3 separate regions of the Danio rerio genome follow, and regions 2 and 3 are each linked to region 1. A link is a contact called in public Micro-C data. All regions are on one chromosome and are shown on one strand. The core of a region is the stretch at or near the end of the contact, and the rest is flanking DNA. Distances in the headings are between cores, read along the strand shown. Region 1 holds the start of zmynd8 (zinc finger, MYND-type containing 8). Region 2 has its middle 23 kb from the start of pfkfb2b. Region 3 holds the start of pfkfb2b (6-phosphofructo-2-kinase/fructose-2,6-biphosphatase 2b).

Evidence for each region. A called contact is a pair of places that touch in the nucleus more often than the background predicts.
Region 2: a contact with region 1 is called in a Micro-C map of caudal fin, with 4 times the contacts expected there. The contact joins the enhancer-like site here to the promoter of zmynd8 in region 1. A contact is called at or near these places in 3 of 18 Hi-C or Micro-C datasets (caudal fin, hematopoietic stem cells and an unstated tissue) and 2 of 4 datasets of contacts at active chromatin or transcription factors (embryo and gastrula embryo).
Region 3: a contact with region 1 is called in a Micro-C map of caudal fin, with 4 times the contacts expected there. The contact joins the promoter of pfkfb2b here to the promoter of zmynd8 in region 1. A contact is called at or near these places in 2 of 18 Hi-C or Micro-C datasets (caudal fin and hematopoietic stem cells) and 2 of 4 datasets of contacts at active chromatin or transcription factors (embryo and gastrula embryo).

Annotation. Positions count from the first base shown.
Region 1 is chr11:20,694,970-20,699,299 of GRCz12tu, reverse strand. It overlaps zmynd8 (zinc finger, MYND-type containing 8), which reads left to right and starts at 2,086. Exons shown (of 20, transcript XM_687794.11): 1 at 2,086-2,186. The coding sequence starts at 2,173.
Region 2 is chr11:20,868,185-20,872,178 of GRCz12tu, reverse strand. No RefSeq gene overlaps it. Among named protein-coding and RNA genes, the nearest start is that of pfkfb2b, 23 kb to the left of the region's middle. Within about 2 kb of position 2,133, at least 5 of the 62 cell types and tissues checked have an H3K27ac peak or open chromatin away from gene starts, as enhancers often do. A contact at or near this core is called in caudal fin, where this site is marked.
Region 3 is chr11:20,891,202-20,895,128 of GRCz12tu, reverse strand. pfkfb2b (6-phosphofructo-2-kinase/fructose-2,6-biphosphatase 2b) reads left to right here and starts at 1,668. Exons shown (of 16, transcript XM_021479801.3): 1 at 1,668-1,798; 2 at 2,135-2,289. The coding sequence starts at 2,199.

The DNA.
Region 1 (4,330 bases), core at 837-3,336:
ACAACAAAAAATGATTCCGCATAAAAATAAAACACTTCCATGGAGCAACATTATAGCACTTATATATTCAGCTCTGAGTTTTCTTGATTCAATGTGTGCGTATTATTCCTTCTTTCTAGTTACTAACACATGAAGTCTGGTTAAGTAAAGAAACAACAGGTGCGGGTGTGTTTTTCATAAGCTGACACATTGAAAGGTGCTGGAGAACCCGTTTAACTGGTGCAGGTTTTAAATAAGTTCAAGCTCCACCCTCTCAGGTCAGTCAGAAACACATGATCATGGCGTATCAGACATCAAGCCAATGTGACTTTTCAGATCTGAACTGATTTTGAAATAGTAGGCATTGGTCAATGGTTAAACACAGGGTATCATACAGTAAATCACTGAAGATCACATAGAATTTCAAGGTGAAGTTCAGGACACACAGAAAGAAACATTTATTTGCTAGATAGAAGAATGATACATTTAAAAATGCTATCTTTTTAGGTTATATCAAATTACCTTTCAAGTTATTTGAAGTGAATAGAAGTGATTACAAGTCACTTCAGCTTACATTTTATTAAATTGACGCTAAAGATAAAGTTGAATTTTGTATAAATTGTAAATAAAAAGTAAAAACTAATTTTAAAATAAAAAAAATCACAAAAAGGCATGTTGTCATAACTTAATGGTCATATAATCAATGAGACATTTCATTTAAAAGCCATGTGATCATGCGGAAAAAAAGTGAGAAAGAGTGTTTACAAGGGTTTCACATAAAAATGTTTTATAACCAAATATTTCACACTTGTTGCACTTTTTTTGACATGTGGTTGCACATGTGAAGCTAGTGTTGTTTTTCTGGAATGGTTTTTGCAATCTTTGTGTTCTAAAAATGTTCCAAAATACCACAAATGTTTGATATTTTGCCAGAAATGTTAACCTAAACGTTCTGTTAACCTTCTCATCTAAAAGGGAAGTCGCTCTGAACATTGAACAACAGTTAAGAACAACATTTACTAGTATTAAAAGAATGATCTGCTCCTTAATAATGTTAGCAAAATGTTAGCACAAACATAACATTTACTCAAATTTCATGGATATTTGTTTTCTAAAAATGTTTTTGTTGGAAGGTTGATGGTTCGAGTCCTGGAAGTGAATTGAATAAACTAAATTGACCATAGTGTATGTGTGTGAATGAGTTTGTATTAATGTTTCCCAGTACGGGGTTGCTGCTGGAATCCGCTGTGTAAAACATATGCTGAATAAGTTCACAGTTCATTCCGCTGTGGTGACCCCAGATGGATAAAGGCACTAAGCCGAAGGAAAATAAATGAATGAATAAATTATAAATAGTCACATTATTACTAAATTTTGGAAAACAAAAAGTATTAATCCAAAATGTTTGCAAAATAATAAAATGGTTCACATTTTCATAACCAATCATTTAAAAAAGAATAGATTTTAAAGACTGAACATTTAGATATTTCAATATAAAGGTTATTATAACATATGTATAACTTACACAAGGAAACATTAGGTGCATATATTGGTAGTTTTTATGCTAGGTTACATGCTTAAAGAAACAAAACATGATGCTAAATTTACTGGATTAAATATAACAGGTATAACAGCTGTAGTAAATGATTAACAAACTAACCGAGCTTTTACAGCATACAATATGAACCCAAAAAATATATATATATTAAAGCTGAAAAGTGTATATTTGTTCAATATTTATCATTTAACTTCTTCATATTTGAACATTTTCACTGTTTGAGGGTTTCATTTAGAATTTCAAGGTCTAGTGCATGTATATTGTCACTGTTGTGGTAATTTAACAAATATTCGATGTTCTTTACTATAAGTAATGTTTTTATGGTGTTATTTCACTCAGTTTTAGTAGTAAAGATCAAGGCCTAGCTCCTTTTTCAGTCCCCAATCCTGCCACAGCCTGTCTCTATACTGAACAAAAGACATTCACTCAGGAAACATGTCAGCCAATCACCCGCTCCCTTTCATTTGGTTGCTAAAAACCAGCCAATCGGTAAGCCTCTTTCATAATCAGAATGTTGGCTTGCCTGGCTTGGAGAAGCCGAGACTGCTGTGCATAGAGAGAGTGAGAGAGAGAGAGAAGGAGGTCTGTCCTCCATGTTTTAATAAGCATTGGCATTACTCAGTGTGTTTTAAGCCATGCATCCACAGAGGTAAGAGATCTTTCATTGCTTGTATGCTTTCTACACTACTTGCTAATGCTAATGGTTGAATTGTGTCATGCAGAAATACTGGCTTTTCTCACAGACAGGGGGGGCAAAAACCTGTCCCAACACCAAAAGAGAGAGGGAGTGAGAGAGAGATTTGGATCCTGGCAGACAGAAGCAACTCAGAAATCACACTCACTCTGTGTTTTAGTCTTCAGGATCGCATGGCTGACCTGTGCTAACACTCTGACCAAAATGGCCTCTTCTGGTGTCTCTCCTAGCTATGTTTCTGTAGAGCCGGAGAGGAGCACAGTCGTGTCACAGGCCAGACCTCTCAAAATGAAGGCCCTGAGGAGGAGCAGACGGTGCAGACTTTAAGAGGAAGAGCACATTTTGACTGGCAGAATGACCGAGCTGCAGATTTGGCTCAGGTTGTAGGTTAAGGAAAGACTTCAATAGCTGACATAATGGCTATATGGCCATTTTGCTCAGGATGCAGGCCTAATTTGCAAAAGCATACAACAGATTGCTTTTGCTGACTGAGTTATTGGGTTTGAAATAGAAGCGACTTTCTTTTTCTATAAAAATAGAGGGATTGAGATAGGGAATTAGGCTTGTGTTTGGGTTTCTGAGTTAAATACCGGTTTCTGTCTGTTTACTTAGGTTGTAAATATACTCAATACAGGACAGGCATTTCATCAAAACTTAGTTGTGGTATGAGTTGGCAGCCATTTCAGATAGACTTCCTTTTTCGGCTGTGCAACCGCAAAACAGTGTTTGTGTTGATGAATTTAATCGTTTCTTTATGCGGTTTGATTAATATTTTGTTTGGAGGGTTTATGTTTTTGAATGGAAAGCCATAGCAGGGGTCTGATCAGACGGTCAAGGCAGACTGGGGTCTAGTGTTTTTCCACATCAGATTGAGTTGTGTTTTGGTTTGTCTTCGAAATGCCTGCTTGTTGACTGCTTGTCTTTCAACATAATCAGGTTGGTGGGCTTTACCTGTTGGAATGACAGCTTATATCTGTGTGAGGTTGAATGTTTTAGAAACAGGGTTTAATTTTTGTCAGTTAATCTGATAAAAATGATTTTAAAAGAAATCATAAGTTCTATCCCATATCTATGGATAGGTTTTATCCATTTTAAGTCATGGTTATTCATAATACTAGATTCAATAAATAGGAAAATATAAATGTTTAAAATAATTTGCGCTTTTCATGAAACAATTATGTGCACATTATCCGGTGGTCTAAGGGGAAATATACAAGTGAAGTCAGAATTATTAGCCCCTCTTTGAATAGTTTTTTTTGTTTATTTTTTTAAATACTCCCCAAATATTGTTGAACAGAACAAGGAAATTTCACAGTATGTCTGATAATAGTGTTTTCTAGAGAAAGTCTTAGAAATCTAGAATTAATGCAGATTTAAGGTCAGCATTATTAGCCCATTTAAGCTATATATTTTTGATAGTCTACAGAACAAACCATTGTTTTACAATAACTTGCCTAATTACCCCAACCTACCTATTTAACCTAATTAACCCACATAAGCCTTTAAATGTCACTTTAAGCTGTAAAAATGTGTCTTGAAGAATATATTATCTAGTAAAATATTATTTACTGTCATCATGGCATATAATAAAATAAATCAGTTATTAGAAATTTTATAAAGAGAGTTAATAAAACTTGTTTAGAAGTGTGTGGAAAAAACTAATAATTCTGGCTTTAACTGTATGTATATATATATATATATATATATATATATATATATATATATATATATATATATATATATATATATAAAAGTGTGTATGTTTTCTAAATAAAAACATCCATAAATCAAACAACAGCTTGAACAATTAAATATCATTTTCATTAAACTGTTAAATATGTATATCTTTGAACAATGCAAATGCTATTTTAAATGTCATGTGGTCTAACCATGATTTTTTTACATAAAATAATATCCCACATTTTTCAATGACAAAATTTCCTGTTTTCATTTTTTGAAATTGTGGTGACACCACTAGACCTAAACTATAGCATTTTATGCGAAACTAGTATGGTTTTCTTATCATACATATACATTTTAATGAGCTACATTTATTTGTTATGATTTCAGGCCAGTCCCACCCTGACTTTTTAACTTAT
Region 2 (3,994 bases), core at 884-3,383, 170 kb before region 1:
CTCTAGCCATTGAGTGTGCATCGGCTGTACATTTATTACTGCACAATACATTGTGGGATTGACTGAGTTCACTTCAGAATGTCCACTGTGGTTTCTAACACCAATACAAATATCTGCTCCCTAAAAAAGTACACTGTTTTAAGGTATAGGGGAGACTTAGAATGCAGCCCTGTATAGATACAGAACGTATTGTCTTTTTGAATGTGGCGCAACAAATCAGTTGAGTCATTCTGTGTCGACATCATTTCATGCTTGAGTGGGAGTGAAAAGTGCAGGTGCTTTTTTGCTGAGTGTTATAAGAGCACGTTAAAAATCTATGAAAACTCTGCTGAGGTTTGAGCCTGACCACAATGTAGCACAGCTGTCCTATCTAGAGATGATTATGTAGATCAACTTTCTGTTATTTATTATTTCTCTCTTTCTCTCTCTCTCTCTCTCTCTCTCTCTCTCTCTCTCTCTCTCTCTCAATTAACTATTTCTGTACTTTCCTTTTGATTTGTTATTCCATCACTTAGCAAAGCTGCTGTTGTTTTTTAAATGTGTGGTTGCTGCAGACAGGTAATTATATTTTGGTTCCTCACAGAGTGCCCACTACCCACTGAGATCCCAGCAGGACTGGTTTTGCTTAAAGTGTCCTTTAGATTCATGTGATATAAAACTAATATTATTATATCAATGCCTAGTGTGCAGATTTCATTTGCTCACAGTGGTGCTGCTATCAAATTCCTGCAAAAGCATCTATGAGGTCAAGATATTGTCAGTGAAAATATTCAATGTTATTGATCAAAATACTAGCAATATGAGGTCTTATGGATTTATTATAATAGTGTCATGTTTAAAAAAAAAAGTAGATTAACACGGTTACATACAAAAAAACAAGTTTCATTGGATTTACTACATTTTCTTAAGGTAAGTGCTTGCTAACTATTTATATGGGCTGAATTTAAACAAACAATTTAAATTTAGTAACAGTTAACTTATTTGTTTATTTAAATCCAGCCCATATAAATAGTTTCCAACCACTAAATGACACTAAAAATGTAGTAAATCCAGTCCACGCTCGTTTAGAAAATGTACCATTATATACATTTCTGGAGAGCACCAAATACGTCACAGGAGCTACGATTTTTGGCAGTTTTTGAATCCACCAGAGGCCGCTGTGTACACTTTTGCAGATCTCACATTTCTCTTGCGAGTGCAATTCACGCCTGCTGTTCTCATGTAAATCCACCAGAGGCTGCTGTTAAATGACTGACTGACTGACCCACCCCCCTCCTTCCCTAAACCCAACCACTAGTGTTTTTAAAATCACAGATTTATCCGCCCACCCCCTTCCCTAAACCCAATCGACAGTTGATTCATAAAAATAATGATGCATAAAAATATTTTAAAATAAGGCCTTTAGAAGGTTGCAATAAAAAATACTTTTGTTTATAACATTCTGTTCACCAAAGAAGCCAAGAACACAATTCGAACATTCATTTATTTATTTAACCAGGAAAGTCCCATTGAGGCACAATATCTCTTATAACAGGGTGCCCTGGTCAAGACAGGCAGTATAGGACCGAGTTTCAAAAAATATATAAATAAATGACATAAATTTGAAGGTATTGTGCTTTCTAAAAACTAATACAAATGTGTCTGAAAACATGGCACTCGGTTGTTATTTTATGCCGAAAAATGTTGTAAAAGTAATCATTTGTGTTTTAAATTTGGAAGAAAAGTCTTCAGATTACAAAACACAACTATAAATCCAGAAAAACTGGTCTCTTCACTTTTCCTACTTGTCCATCTGTTTTTGTACAAAACATGTTTTGTATGATCATGTCTGAGCATCATACATAATAATGCCCTGTAACTGAATCCATTTAGCCTCGATGATGTCGATACCAATTGGCGACTAAAAGAGACTGATGTGTAAGGATCACACCTGTGTGTGTGTGCAGGCAAACGTGTGTAATCGAGAACAGCAGGGAGTCGCAGTTTAGCACCGTAATGTGAGAGATGGAGGTCAAGCAAAGCAGCGCTCACCTGTCCGAGAGCTTTCAGGGGAATCTGATATCCTTCACTCATAGTGCGTCAGACGGAAAGAAAAAGAAAAGAAGAGAAGAGAAAGAGAAAGCTAGCAGGGTGGGAAAGAACCCGAGTTGCCTCAGCCCTCAGAGAAGTCAGTGATAATTAGCATTATTCCAAAGCTCTCTGGGATACTCCGCTCTGATTGGTCAAAAAGAAAAAGTAGAATGCTGACAAAGCTGAACATTTTGTTATGATTTCTTGTTGAATTCATGCAGTCATCTTTAATAATATTTAAAAAAAAAACAAGTTGTGCTCCATCTAGGGCTGGGCGATTTGGCCAAAAATCAAAATCTCAATTAATTGAACTTTTTAACTTAATTACGATAAATGAACGATTATTTTATTTGTTTATTTTATTTTTTTGCCCTCATGGTAAACTGACAGGTTTTGTACAGTAAATATGCACACATATTACTTAAAATAATAAAATAATAATTGAAGGAAACATTATTATTTATTATAACATTATAGATTATTTATTGAACAACGTTTTTTTTTATAAAATGCACTTTCAGAAACAATCATTTATTTTTAATGTTTTCAAAAGTAGAAAATATAATTTTCAATGTAAATAGTTTTATTGTAATGTAAAATATGACGTCTCTAGCAGATATCAGGCGCAGCTTCCAATCATCAATGTAATGCAAACGTGCGATGTGTAGATACATTTTTCGAGATGTGTGCGGGTATGTGACCACGTGAAGACTGTGCCGGAACATTCCCGTGCTTTTGACGCAGAATTATAAATCAGCCTTAACAGAGCGGAGTCATGTATCTACTTTAGACGTAGTAGGAAAAGTAATTGAAAAAGATCGTCCTGGAAAAATTAGATGGATTAAAGGTTTTCAATATCAATTTTATTTAGTTTTCGATTAATCGGCCAGCCTTATCTCCATCTCACATTTATTTTTTCTGATGACACGACAACCTGTCAATCACATAAGATAGACCAATAATAGCCAATGAATTGGATAAAAATCACATCTAAGCTGTTTCTTGCACACATGCGCACACACAAACACAAGCAATGTACAGTAAATCATATTATTAATCATTGCAGTATTTTTTTGTAGTCAATCAAAATAAAATATATAAAAATTCTTCAAAAAACTAAAACTTAAAAGCTGCTTTCACTCAACCAAAACTAGAAGAAAAAGAGAACTGAAAAAAAAAAAACTGTGCAAATGTCCTTGGTCTGTTAAACAGCACTTGACTTGTCATTTTGACTTCAACTGTAAATGGATCATTTTCTGTTTATTAGCTCTTTTAAAAGGCATAATGGGAACATTTGATAAAGTGACTTTTATTGAAATTTTAACAGTTTGAAACTTTATATCTTTTCAATTATGGCACTAAACCTAGCAATGAGTTGTAATAAACTTGATGCATTTCTTATACAATATTGTTTTTAAGTACCTTTGCTAAACTGTAGATCTACATTTTCAAGATCAAAAGATCATAGAGCATAAACCAAGGTTCCACAATGCAATTCAGAAATATAAAATCCAGACCACAATTCTCGGTTTGTCTGGATTCATGATTTATAATTTTAGTTTTGTATTTGAGAAAAATGTATTAATTTAATAAGCTAATTTCTGTTTTATTCTGCAAACACTGCAAAAAAACTTCATTCATTCATTTTCTTGTCAACTTAGTCCTTTTATTAATCCGGGGTCACCACAGCAGAATGAACCGCCAACTTATCCAGCAAGTTTTTTTTTTTTTTACGCAGCGGATGCCCTTCCAGCCACAACCCATCTCTGGGAAACATCCACACACACATTCACACACACACTCATACACTACGGACAATTTAGCATACCCAATTCACCTGTACCGCATGTCTTTGGGCTGTGTGGGAAACCGGAGCACCTGGAGGAAACCCAAGCGAAGGCAGGGAGACTGCAAACTCCACACA
Region 3 (3,927 bases), core at 419-2,918, 200 kb before region 1:
AACCCCGGCTGGGTCAGTTGGCATTTCTTTGTGGAGTTTGCACTTTCTCCTCATGTTCGCGTGGGTTTTCTCTGGGTGCTCCGGTTTCCCCCACAGTTCAAAGACAAGTGCTATAGGAGAATTGATTAAGCTAAATTGGCCGTAGCATATGTGTGTGAATGCAAGGGTGTATGGGTTGCAGCTGGAAGGGAATCTGCTGTGTAAAACATATGCTGAATAAGTTGGCGGTTCATCCCGCTGTGGTGACCCCTTAGAAAATAAAGTGATTAAGCCAAAAAGAAAATGAATGAAAGAATACCCACAATTTGTTACATCATCATAAAGATAATCATGTTTATATAAACACTATAAACTAGGAGGACTTCTCTCCTCCTCAGTCCCCGGGTCTGAATGCAGACACAGTGGATAGCAGTACAGCCCGTGTCTTGCCCTGTCTATTTCAAGCATTAGGCTTGCCAGTAATCTGTAGGTTTTTACACAGGCGAAAACAGCAGCACCGATAGGCGATGTGTCTTAAATTGTAACAAACTGGACTGATAAAAGAAAAGTCCTCCATTCTCCAATAATCATATAGCTCTCCAGACTCCAAACAAAAATGCTTGCTGCACACTAACAGCTTTGCTGTATCAGCCCTGACATCATTGTGGGGAAAAACATACAACAAACCTGTTGATCATGGAAACAAACAAACACACACGACCCTTTATGAACAGCTAAATACTGCGTGCTGTGCGTGTATGCAGTATCACTGCTTGGCAGGTCTGCCTTGCCTTCGGAAAGCATGTGCAGTCAAAAAGAATTAAGAAAATAGCAACATTTACAACTTTGATTTGAAGGAAAACTATTCTCAACGATACAAAATTGTATTTTTGGTGGTAATTTAACATCATGAGGATATAATTATTTGTGGGGCTTCATGGTGTCTGTTTGGATTTGTTCATCTTTATGTGGCGCTGCACAGCCTGATTGGTCAATTAAAACCAGAGAACCTCTTAAGTAATTGGAGAGTTGACAGCAGCTTACATCATCAATCTCAATGGAAAGTTTTTACATAGTTTGAATCATTTATCTCCTATATACAGTACTACACTGTGTGCCTTTCACCACATGCAGTAGAAAATGGTAATTATATGTACAAGTGACAGGTTTCACAGTTTTTGCATCTATCAAAAGTTAACTGTAGGACACTTTAGATTCTAGAAAGCATTTGATTGGGCAGACTATCTCACAAGTGCAGAGTGATGTCATCAAAATGGTTGATCCGTGTTTGATAATTTATATATTCTCAATTTTTTAGGAGAAAACTAGCTAATAGATCACTTTAAATTCAGTTTTGATTTCTTGGAATTTTTAAGAGATCAAATTAAATGTGTAGGTCTGTGCTCAAAAAAAGGGGACAGGCTAACAGTTTTTGTAAAAGAAAATAATAATAAATAAATAAATATCTAAATAAATAGCTCATTTTAAAAAAATGACAAAAAAACATAGAGTGTATAATTCTGGAACCCGACTGTAGTCTGACTCTACACTGACCGGATCAGTTTACGAGTCGATTGAAAAGATTGACTAATATGAATCAAACCACGATATGACTGACTTCCCAGTTCAGTTTGCTGCAGGTATTACGGTAAGTAAACGGTGACGTATGGACACACCTTCACTCACGCGCTTGGCTCTGGTTGCCATGGAAGGTTATCAAGTGCAAAAACCGGCTGAGGCAACGACAGCACCTGGCGGAAACATACTGAACTTACCGGTGGAACCTGGAAGATACGGAGTAAAACACGGACCTCTTGAGGTAGAATGTCAACGATTTGGAAACAGTATGGTTATATGTGTCTCGCGATAGTGCTTCTTTAATATGTGTACAATAAGATTTTATATGCGTATGGATTAAACTGTCAGTAAATGTTGAAAAGCCCTCATCCAAAGGTTAACGGTAATGACGTAGCACGATATTCTCAGCATCCTTTTCTACGTAATGACGTATCTGTATTACTGCGCTAAATAAGTGCCAAGAATAAAAGCTGTTTGTCACTGAGTAGAGCATAATCTACGCAAACACTAGTAATTTCCACTAACGTAGAATGCGTATATTGTCATTATTTCGCCGTTTGTGTTCGTCTCTCTGCAGGTGTGCCTGTCTTTGCAGCACTAAGAGTGAGTGAGTGATTAGGTCTGTCAGATACAGATTCAGTATGTCTGCATGGCTGCAGCAGGAGGAGGCTGGTCCAACCAGTTCTGCTGAAGCCAAGAAATCAGAGCCTAGAGGCCAAGAGAAGAAATGCTGTAAGTACACAGGCTTTCGTGTCCCACTGATCTAAAATGTTTCGTGGGTTTTTGAGAGGTTTAGGGGGCTCCTCAGTTGATGTTTACTGCATGACAGATTTGTTCCCTGGCCCTGTTAAGTTTAACGACGGCCCTGAATCATATCACAGTTGTCCTTCTTGTGGTGTCAGCTGTTACTGAACAGCCAAACAGAAGTTCACTGTCAGGCTGGGTTATAAAAAAAAAAGAAAACTGCTGTGCTGCCCTTTATTTAGATTGTCAGCATTGTCTGTTATGCTGGTTTCAAATTGCAGATCAAGGTAAAAGGCGCACTTTTTAGTGTTTAGGATTATTTGTGTGTGTGTGTATGTGAGTGTGTTTTAATAAATTGTTGCCTGGATGTAATCTTTTATTTCGCATAATATCTTTATTATTTGAATATTTTTAAATAAAAACATTTCAAAAAGATATTATCAGCACTGCTTTTTCAACATTTATAATCATTACAAATGTTTCTAATGCAGCAAATGAATGAACTTTTAAAGGTCATGTGACATTAAAGACTGGTGCTTAAAATTCAGCATCGTCTATCATTACTTCAAAATGAAATTTATAATATATTGACGTGTATATATCAGTAGAATCACGTCAAAGTAGACATTGCACGTTGCTGTAATACTTTCTAGTATTTTATACGGTAGCCCAGTGAGCTTAGTGCTGCAATTTAAGAAAATGCATGCAAATAAAAAAAATAAAAAAAAGACTGGTCCTAGAGATGTTGTGTAGATGGAGAAGAGATGTGTCCCAAGACACCACATGTGCTGCAAATCTTCACAACGCAAACAAATCAGTTAATCATGCTGCATTTTCTCATAATGCAAACAATTTAGGAAAACGTGCTGCATTTTCTCACAACACTTTCAAATAGCATGGAACACAGCGGAAATTGCTTTGCGGAATTGGCTATTTAGTTTATGGTTATTTTAGGCTAATAAAATACAAAAGACAAGGGGATCAGGATGTTAAAATAAAACATCACCTACAACTTTACTGAGCAATTGTCACGGCACGGTGGTCGTCATGTTTTTGGATCCACTTGAAACATATCCATTGTGTTCAGTTCTTTTTGCAAGTGTTGTGAGAAAATGCAGCGTGATTTCGTAATTTGTTTGTGTTGTGAGAAAATGCAGCACATTTTATTCATTTGTTTGCGGTGTGGAAAAATGCAGCATGTTTTTTAATGTGTATGTGTTGTGAGGATTTGCAGCATGTGTGCTGTCGTACAGATGAAGATCTTTTCTTAATTTCTGGTGCAGTTGCTTTTGTAATTGCATGACTTTGAAGCATGTTAAGCTTTCTCTGCTACCGTAACTTTACTATTTATATAATAGTTTTTAAAAGACAGCATTTGTGTGAGCATTAAAGACTTATTTCAAACCCTTAAAAAAGAAGGCGAGTAAATTAACAATAAGCTTTCATATCTGGGTGCTTTCGACATCTATCCCTTTGGTGCTTATATGTGCAATTTTAGTAGTTTATATTTAACAGATTATCATTGTTTGGTTGTGGATGGAAGGGCTGCGTAAAACATATGCCAGAGTAGATGGCGGTTCATTCATCTGTGGTGACCCCTGATAAATCATGGACTATGCTGAAGGA